Linked DNA regions of Sus scrofa: region 2 is linked to region 1. The links are chromatin contacts, called in public Hi-C maps. All regions are on one chromosome and are shown on one strand. Each heading gives the region's core, a stretch centred on a gene start, on an enhancer-like site or on the middle of the called end of the contact. The rest is flanking DNA. Distances are from core to core; before and after follow the strand shown. Region 1 has its middle 6.4 kb from the start of MYL3. Region 2 overlaps PTH1R (parathyroid hormone 1 receptor).

Region 1 (4,827 bases), core at 1,261-3,760:
GCCAATTGTTCCCTTGTTGACTTGGCTCTAAGCTCTAAGCTCCAGGCTTCTCCAGGGCACTGAGATCTGGGCAGAGGGCAAAGGTTGGTGCAAGTGGGGGAAGGAGGATACTCAAGTCCAAAGAGGTCTCAAACTGACTATCCTGGGGAGACTGTGTGTCTGTTGAGCTGATCCAAGACCCCACCCCATTGAACAGGTGTTGAACACTGAGGTCTCCAGAGGGAAAGAGCCTCCAGGAGACAGTGATGGGTCCAGGACCAGAACTGGGTCTCCTGCTGGCCTGGATAACCCATTTCAGGACCAGCACCTGGATCTCCTTTGGATGGGACATGGTGTTTTGATGTCCCCAACTCTCCAACTGTCTCCCCAAAATGGTCTCTCTCCATCCAGTCCAGCTACAGACTTCTGAGACACAGAGTCTCTGACCATTATCTGCGACTCCAGAACCTTGTAAGATCTCAGGTCTGGATTTTGCAGAGAGCTGGGTGCCTGGTATCTTCCATTTCTATCTGCTTCAGACTCTGTGCTTGGAGGTCCATGGGCTTGTTTGAGGGGTCACTGCACATTCCTGGGCATCTGTGGGTCTGAATCTGTTGTTGTCCCTCTCCAGCCCTCAATCCTATGAGGCCCTCAAGCCTATGAGGCCTCGCCGGTCCCGCAGCCACCCCCTTTGCCTGCCCTCTGCCTGCTCTGGGGTCCAACATCTGGGAAAGGAATGGGTCGGGAGACTTCCAGAGAGTCCTTTCCCACGAGAGCCAAGCTCTGACCCCAGTCCTTATCGGGCCTGGGTGTTCCAAGAACAACACAGATGCTAAGGCTTACAAGTCCTAAACCTGGGGACGCTGACCTCCCCAGGCCCAGCTGCTGTACTCTGACCTCTCTTTCCCCTCTTCAAACAGGGTGGGGGTGGGGATGGCCCTGCAGGGGGCTTGGGGAGGAGACAGTAGAAAGGTCTCAGAATCTTGGACACACACATTCAAATTCACACATGCATGTGCTCTACTGCCGCACAAACCTTTCCAGGCAGGCCTGCTATGGTTCCCTGATTTCTCTTGTCCTCGGCCTCTCTCCTCCTTCCCAGTGCTCCTAATTCCCACCCAGAGCTCTTTCTATCCATGGGCTTAAAGCGTGATGTGTTAGGGGTGTGTCCATGAAAACATACGTGAATATGTGTACATATGCATGCAAAGGGCATGTGTGAGCAAAGTGCATGTGCCTATGTGAATGAAGGTGTGTGCAAGGCATCTGTAGAGTGTAAGGGTTTGTGTTTAAACATGTGTGCATAGGAGTGTGTCTGTTCTTGGTTCAAGCACTTGTGGGCGGGTTCCTGAGTGTGAGTTTATGGGTGTGTATGTGTGCATGGGTGCACATACACACTTCAGTGTGAGTGTTGGTAGAAAGGGACCAGGTGATGTTGGCGGGGCGGGGGTGGAGTGGGTCCTGGGATCAGTGGCTGTCTCCAGACAAACACAGACGCACTGTGGGGATGGGTTAGCCTGCCTGGGGTATTCTCCAAGTGTGTGTGTATGTGCACGCATACATATGTGTTGTGCTTTAGACATAAATACACTGGGTGGGTGAGCAGATATATAAATATCCACATAGGCAGGTACAGTAATTGACCCTAACTATTCCTGGCTGGGGGCTTGGGCCATTTTTAATGCAGCTCCACACCCTGAGCCACAGAGAGTATTTGTGTGGCCAGTGGAGGCAAGGACACAGCTGGTGCTGGGTGGGGTGGGCTGGGGACAGGCCTGGGTCTGCTGGGGCCACCTCAGCTAGGTGCGGTCTGCAAGGGGACAGGGAGGGAGGCCCTCCCAGCCAGCCATTGCCTCTTCTGCTATAGTCACCATAGTCATTCCTTGTCACCCTCCTGCCTTCACTTTCACCAGTGCCATCCTTGTCCCCTGCACTATTTTTCATTCCTGTCACTGTCCCCATGTCATGCTGCCTATACCCACCGTCTCTTCCTGCATCCTGGTCTGGTGCTCCCTTCTTGTCCATCTTGGGCCGTTTCAGGGTGAGTGAGAGCTAAGGATGAATCTGCCTTATACTCAGCTCGGGGCTGAGGTTGGGGGTCAGAGAACTGCACGCACGCACGTTGACTGTAGGCTCTGGGAGGCTGCCTCCTGCCCTGGGCACCCTCTTTGTCCCTGGCCCACCTCAACAAGCCTCCTTCCTCTCTTTCTGAATCTGTCCTCGCCTCTGTCTCCATCCCAGGATCTGTGTCTCATCTCTGCCAAGGTCGGGGTCCCGTCTCCAGTTTCTCCATGATGGCCCAGGGGAGCTGGTTCCTCCTCCCAGCCAGCGTGAACTGTTTGCCTGAGACAGTTGGTCCATCCAGTCAAACAACCACCCAATTCAGACTTCTCGTCTGACTGACGGGTTTTTTTTTCCCCTGCTAAATTTACTTGCATTTTTGACTGAATTGGCCATTCAACAGAGGTTGTGTCCACATGCCCCTGCCCCGCCCCAAGCCAGCAGATGAACAGGCTCCCAGATGGACACGCACACAGAGCCAGGAGCACCCGGACATGCGCCTACACACATGGGTCACAGTCTCACGGACACACGTGAACGCACAAGATGACACACGTCCACATGATCACACGTGTCTTCCTATCCTCATACCCACACTGCCCATGTCTATGCGCTCACACACACATTCATACCTCGTACTATGGGGACACAGTCTGTGCACCCTTAAATCTACTGTGGGGACATCTTGGGGAGAAAGAGGCCAGGGCAGGGGCCCTACCCAGCAGCCTGGGGCAGCCATGGCTCCTCTCCTCCAAGGCCCGCTCATCCTCCTTCCTCCGCCCTCAGCCTCTAGGTGGGGCTTCTGGTCATCTGGGGCCGCTGCTATGCCCCTGCAAGCTTCAGTAGCAGCTCCCAGACCCTGATCCTAAAAGGGGACTCTTTTTTTTTCTTCCAAGGACAATAAATATTTGCTCTTTGGGAAACTGCTGGTGGGAGAGTACAGGGTTTGGCCCAGCAGTGGGGAATGTCCAGGGCAGTTCAGGGAGGCCGCAGGCCGTGCTGGGGGAGATGCTAGGCCCCTTTGGAAGCTAGACCAGCAGGCAGAACTGGGGGGCCAGGGCTAGGGCTGCACCTCACTCCCTTCCTTGGACCCTGGCCCCAGGCTTTTGTTTTCTCCGTCGCTTTGCCCAGCATGATGGCACCCCCCATCCCTCCCATCTCAGACCCCTCTATCCCAAACCTCATCTCTTGAGAGCCTTTTAGCCACTCCCATCCATTTTGTCAGCACCCCGTCCCCTTCCCATGCACTCAGATTTTCATTCTACCTCCTTATACCAGCCATTGAGGGCAGGGCGATTGCCACCCCAGGCCAGGCCCCTAAGAGCAGAGACTGCCCCTCTGACTGGGCCCCCAAAGCCAAGGCTGTGCCTTCCTTCCATAAGAGACCAAGCCTGGCCAACAGTGTTCCCCACCCTGTCCCCTGTGAGGCCCTGGTCCCTGGAGGCTCCTGCCTGCCCACCCCTCCCTCATCCTCAATTGGGCTCCCAAATATAGCGGCCGTGGTCACAGCCGGCCAGGACACCACAGCCCCAAGCGTCAGTCCTGGGACGGGATCAGAGGGGCAGGAGCTGATTATAGGTCCCTGGGCCAAACCCAGGGCTTGCCTGCCAGCCCGCTGGGCCCTGCCACCCCCACCCCCAGAACCACAAGGTTGGAGCATCTGGTCCCCGTCAGCACAGTGGGCAGAGGGAGGGGCCTGAGGGGTGTGTTTGGCCTGCTGAGGACAGAGTTGTCTGTGTGTGGCTTGGGGGTGGCAAGGATGGGCTTGTCACTGCTCGGGGCCATGACTGGCCTTTGAACCCAGGATCACCTTGCCCCACCCATGGCCATTGTACAGATGGGGAAACTGAGGTCAAGGGGAGCCAGGACCAGCCTGGGTCACAAGAGCATGAGGAGTCTCCGGCCTCCCCCTTGGCTACTCCTTCCCATCTTTTAAGGCCTGGGGCTGTGCCTCCGGGAAGCAGGCCACATCCTGTTGGTGGCAGAGCAGCCCTGCTGGGAAGTCCTCCTTGGAGTCAGACTTTCACCCAAGGCTCCAGGGGCGTGGGATGGCGCAGAAATTCCTCTCCTTCTCTGGGTCCTCGTGGCTGCCTCGTGCCACCTCTAGCCAGAGTTACTGGGCAGCCTCCCGCCCCTCTTGGGCCCTGGTCCCCTTATCTGTGCAGCTGGGCAAGGACTAGGAGCTCTGTGTAGGATCTGTATTTGCAGGCACCTATCGTGCATGGTGAGGTCACATCTATGTGGAAACACATGTGTCTCCTGGAGGAGGAGCTGCAGCCCACAGGTCTACCCACGCCCAGATGGGGTCCCTAGGACCTGCTGCACAGCAACATTTGACCTACTTCTAAGGCTCTGGGTCTGGCCCAGGCCGCGTTCTCGACTCCTCCGGGAAGTTTGGGCCTGCGTCCCAGCCCAGAGGCCGTGGGCCAGGAGGGGCGGTTCTGGGCGGGCCAGGGCGGTCTGCTGAGCCTGTGGCCAGGGGGACAAGGGCACGTGGGGAGCCCGACCCTCCTTCTCTGCCTCTGGTTCCTGGGCCCAAGGGACAACCAGGCCTCACCCATTCCTCCCTCTCTTTGCTCCCCACCACTCTCCTCCACGTGGCCACCATATTCTGAGATCCCCAAATTGGCTCTGGACAGGATGAGGGACTTTCCTCATGCCCCTCTGAACACTAGCAGGAAGGTCTGCCAAGCACTCACCCCTGCTGGTTGCCAACGGTTTACCCCTCCCCTGCCCCTGCCTTGTCTACACAGGGCAGGAGGCAGTGCCAGTCTGGAAAAGCAGCAG
Region 2 (4,827 bases), core at 1,321-3,820, 34 kb before region 1:
TGGCTTGGCTGGGCTGTGAGGCCTTGAAGGGAGAAATGACCACCTGGCTCCAGCCCCTGCTCAAGGCAAACAGCATCCTGACTGCCTGCCAGGCCCTCTGAGGGCTCCCACTTCCTCTGCCAACACCTGGATGGCCTAGGTGGGGCTCAGGGCCTCTCTGAGTTGGGAGGCCATCCCTGGCCCAGGAGCTCCAGTTCTAAGGAAGGAGACCTGGTCCTGGACTAGGGGCTTAGATTGATGCAAGAAGTCCAGTTCTGCCCTGGCTATCCCGTCGAGGGGAAAAATGGTGCCCAGTCTAAAGGGGGAGGCCTGGCCTTGTCCTTGGTGCAAAAATCCTGAAGAAGGAGGACCAGCCCTCAGGGAAGAAGTATCCAAGTAGATGTGAAGGGCCCTGGCCCTGCCTGGGGCCACTGAACCTGAGGGGGGTACCCAGCATGTCCTGAGTGCATTTAGTCCAAAGGGAAAGCACAGCCCTGTCTGGAGGTTTATCTAAAGGGAAGGTGGTAACAAGTCTGAAGGGTGAGCACAGTCCTGTCATGGGGTGGAAGAGGTCCCAGTCAGTGGGAAGAAGCTAAACCCTGTTTTAGAGGAAATCCAGTTTGAGAGGAGAGGTTCCACTCTGTCCCAGAGGTCACCCAGTCTGAAGGGAAGACACAGCTCTGTCCTAGAGGTACCCAGTATGAGTGTTTCAGGATGAGTAGGTCTCGTGGATTCTACTTCAGAAGCCTCCTAAGGAGGAGTCTTGGCTGGAAGATGGGACCCTGGGGCCCTGCCAGCTGGGGACCTCAATTACTCTTTCTGTGGGATGGGTGGGAAGAGTTGCTCCAAAGGCCCAGTGGTCTGGAGGTCCTGTGGCTGGGCTCTGGAGAGGGACATCAGACTCCCCTGGGGGTTGGGGGATGACTAGGGGAACTTAGGTCTCCTTCCCCCAGCCAGTGCCTCATCCAGGATCCTGCCTGACAAAAGCACATCCCACCCCCATCCCCATCCCCCAGCCTAGCCACCAGCCCGCACAAGGCTACTGCTCCCTTGACCCCTGTGTAACCTCCTCTGGTCTCTACATAGGAGTATGTTGCTCAGACCTTGTTGCACTCCCTCTAGAACATCTGATGACTCGCAGCATTCACGGGAACCCTTGATGCCCAGCCTGGCTTAGCAGCCTCCAGGTCCTGCTCTGTGCCTCTCACACCATTCCAAGTAGGTCATGTCACGTGGAGCACCACGAGTGCACCAGGCCTTTGGACAGGTGTGTGCCCTGCCCACCATCTAGAATGGCAGGTGCGCTGGACCTGAGGCTGCTCTGAATATGCTCATAGCACCCACCACCTAAGTGAGTTTGTGGTCCTAGCCTCATGACCACTCTCCTGGCCCTTAGTGGAGGTGGGGGACTGGGGGTGTTGGAGATGGGGAGCACTTCCAAGATCCTGAGTTCATGGAGAAGAACAAGCGTTTAAGCTGGACGTAGAAGGAAGTACCGGGCAGGGGCACTGGCTTATGCAAAGGCCCAGTGATGGGGCCATCTTCAGGTTTGAGCAAGTAGTTTGCTCTGGCCAGAATACGGGGTGGAGATGCAGTTGGGTCAGTTCTAAGAGTGTCAGGCTGAGGAGGGCCTGTGCCATTCTAGAGCCCAAGACGCGTGGGCAGGAGCTGAGAGAGCAAGAAATGTGGTGAGTGGGTGTCAGGTGGGGATGCTAGTGACCACCTAGTCACTAGTGGATCCCTAGTGAGTGGACATGCCAAGTCTTTTTTTTTTTTTTTTTTTTTTTGTCTTTTGTCTTTTTTGTCTGTTGTTGTTGTTGCTGTTGTTGCTATTTCTTGGGCCGCTCCCGCGGCATATGGAGGTTCCCAGGCTAGGGGTTGAATCGGAGCTGTAGCCACTGGCCTACGCCAGAGCCACAGCAACGCGGGATCCGAGCCGCGTCTGCGACCTACACCACAGCTCACGGCAACGCCGGATCGTTAACCCACTGAGCAAGGGCAGGGACCGAACCCGCAACCTCATGGTTCCTAGTCGGATTCGTTAACCACTGCGCCACGACGGGAACTCCCCAAGTCTTTCAGATACCCAGCCAAGCCAGCCTCTGGGCTCAGACCTCTGGCTCCCCCACAATTCCTGAGCCACAGCAAAGACCCCAGGCCACTTGGCGCTGCCCTGTACCCTCTGTCTGATTGCTAGAGGTGTGTCAGGTCCAGGGTAAGGGCTAGGATCACTTTGGAAGGCTCCCTTGCGTGCACAGTGTGGCCACTAGACAGGCAGGAAGGGCCTGTAGCAGGGTCCAAGGCTTGGGGGTGTGCCCAAGAACCCAAGGGATCTGCTGTCAGTCCTGGGTGACTGTGACTAAGGGCTAGCAGGAGGAAAGATAGCCCAGAGGAGCTGGGCCAGAAGCAGCTTGAGTCCCCCATGGAGCCTGGGTACAAGTGCAGGGAACAGTCGAGTTGGCAAGTGGAGGCAGGAAAAGGCTGGGGCCCTATTCCTTCGTGGGTCCAGTGGGGCACTATGTGACCCCAGCAGTCCTGAGCTTCTCTAAGCCTAGACAGTGGCCTTTCCCAGGACCTTTCTGCTGGACTCTGCCCTGACCCCCAGGGACTGACCTTTGTTTCCTAGACCCCCTTCTGAGGTGGGACCAAGACTTCCTCCATGGCTCCCAGGCCCTCCCCTCCTGGAATGAATCCCCAGTTCCGGCCACAGGAAGCCACACACTGCTTCCTTTTCCTTTTTTTTTTTTCATTTTCTTTTTTTCCTGTTTTGTCCTCCAGCTCCCAGCCCTAAGTAGGCAACTGTCCAACCACGTGTCTCTTGGTCAGCCTGTCCACCCTTATGTCCACAGGTCCAACCCTTGGGTCCCCGATCACATGACTGTCTCCCACTCCTCCTGCAGCAGAACAGATGGCCTCTCTGGTGCAGAGGCCTCCTCATCCAACCCTGAGCAGGAGCCGTTGAGGAACCCATCGTCCTTAGGAGCGGCCACGACAGGGGGTGTGGTCTGGAGAGCTGGGGTCTCTGGCTTGGTGTGGCAGGGCAGCTGGGGGTGGCCATTGGTGGTGGCGGCAGGCAGCAGGCGGGGGCTGAGGGGCAGGCCAAGTCCCGTGCGGGGCCCCACATTGGTCACACTCGTGTGAGACACCATCGGACCATAGCTGTAGCTGCTGCTCCCACTACGTGCCTTGCGCTTAAAGTCCAGTGCCAATGTCCAGCGGCTCCAGGATTTCTTGATTTCAGCCTGTACCTGGGATGGCAGCAGGCGGGTGGGTGGTCAGAGGTGCCCCTCACCTCTCTGCCACATGTCCCCAACCCCAGCAGTGACCCCATCCCTGGTCCTACAACACTCAGCATGGATGGAAACAGAGGCACAGGGCATTACTAGAAATTTCCAAGGCCAAGAAAAATCCCGTCATTCACAGAACATGGTGCCTGGCTGTAAGCAATTGACACACCCAGAATCTAGAAGGCTCAAATGGCCCCAAGGGTGCCGAGTGTTCAGTCTGGATGACAGACAATTCAAACATGGGATCGGGAAGACGCTTGGCTATGCCCACAAACCCTAGCACATCCTGAGCCTGAATCATCTGGAAAGACTTCTCTCTGCCTTCAGAACATCCTTAGAGATGTTCTTAGAGGAACAAAGAAAGAACTAGGCAGAAGAATGAAGGAACAGGACTTAGGAACCCCCTGACACTTCTGCATCCTCCCTGCCTCACCCAGTGCAGCCCACCACTTACCTCGCCGTTGCAGAAACAGTATATGATGGCAACAAAAAATCCCTGTTAGAGAGAGGGTACTGGGTCAGGGCCCAGAGCTGCATCTGGTGAGGGTGGAAGCTGCCTCCCCACCCTGCCCACTTCTCCCACCCTCAGCAAGGGCTGCTCACCTGGAAGGAGTTGAAGAGCATCTCGTAGTGCATCTGGACTTGCCAGAGCGTCCCTGAGACCTCAGTGTATGGCGTAGCCATGAAGACGATGTAATGGACGCCAAAGAGCGGCATGAGCACCAGTGTGGATTTGAGCAGCTTCCTGGGCCAGTGGGGCAGGCGGGTCAGTGTGGAGCCACTTCCCCCTCAACAGGCACTGTGCAACCCCACCTACCCACTTCAGGCTCCAGAAGCCACTAAAAGTCCCGAGGCGCGGGTGGCCAGTGGGAGACAGACCATTTCACCTGAGCCAGTGATACTTTGTTGTCTCAGCAGTGTGTTAATAGGGCCCCTAGATTCTGAAGTGTCCCAGAGTGGACCATAAATTATATAGCTCTGTCTCAGGCACCCTCTGTTCCCTCTACTGACATTTACTCAGTCTCCTGTGGCCTTACCCTGGTATCCCACAGCCCCTCCTCAGGTTTCAGCCAAACTTCCATATTCTCAAGGCCACCCACTGCCCACCTGTCCCTTGGACAGCTCCCTAAGGAGAAAACTGGGTTTGTCCTGCCCTCACAGACCCCAGCTTTAGTGCAAGGCCTGGCACCAAGTGGCCTAGGCTGGCTCTGGGGTGTCCCGGGGACCTCCAGAAGCCAAGCAGGATCCCACCACTGCTGGCAGGGCCAGCCAGGGAGTCAGGAGTTAAGTTCTTGACTTGAGACAGGCTCATTCTTGGGGCCTCTGCTTTTGTACATGCTCCCAAACTCTGAGGAGCCTGGGCACAGCGGGTGTGGCTCACCGGTACTGCTGCCGCGTGTCACACCGGCCGGCGTTGGTCTCCCGCAGCTTGGTGGCAAGGACCCGGACAATGTTGATGAAGAGGATGAAGTTGAGCTGTGGGAGTGAGGGAGGGCTGAGTCTCAAGACTCAGCAGGGTGGGGCAAGGACTCTGGGACCCATGGCTTTGGCCAGGCTCTGC

The links. Hi-C and Micro-C count contacts between places; a contact is called where the count stands out from the background.
Region 2: a Hi-C map of fetal liver shows a contact between it and region 1, with 1.7 times the contacts expected there. The contact joins two enhancer-like sites. A contact is called at or near these places in 21 of 47 Hi-C or Micro-C datasets (alveolar macrophages, blood, embryonic fibroblasts and 11 more) and 1 of 2 datasets of contacts at active chromatin or transcription factors (skeletal muscle).

What each region holds. Positions count from the first base shown.
Region 1 is chr13:29,739,589-29,744,415 of Sscrofa11.1, reverse strand. No RefSeq gene overlaps it. Among named protein-coding and RNA genes, the nearest start is that of MYL3, 6.4 kb to the right of the region's middle. Within about 2 kb of position 2,510, at least 5 of the 83 cell types and tissues checked have an H3K27ac peak or open chromatin away from gene starts, as enhancers often do. A contact at or near this core is called in fetal liver, where this site is marked.
Region 2 is chr13:29,773,249-29,778,075 of Sscrofa11.1, reverse strand. It overlaps PTH1R (parathyroid hormone 1 receptor), which reads right to left. Exons shown (of 15, transcript NM_214382.1): 12 at 4,648-4,742; 13 at 3,870-4,011; 14 at 3,721-3,762; 15 at 2,715-3,227. The coding sequence ends at 2,850. Among named protein-coding and RNA genes, the nearest start is that of PTH1R, 26 kb to the right of the region's middle. Within about 2 kb of position 2,570, at least 1 of the 83 cell types and tissues checked has an H3K27ac peak or open chromatin away from gene starts, as enhancers often do. A contact at or near this core is called in fetal liver, where this site is marked.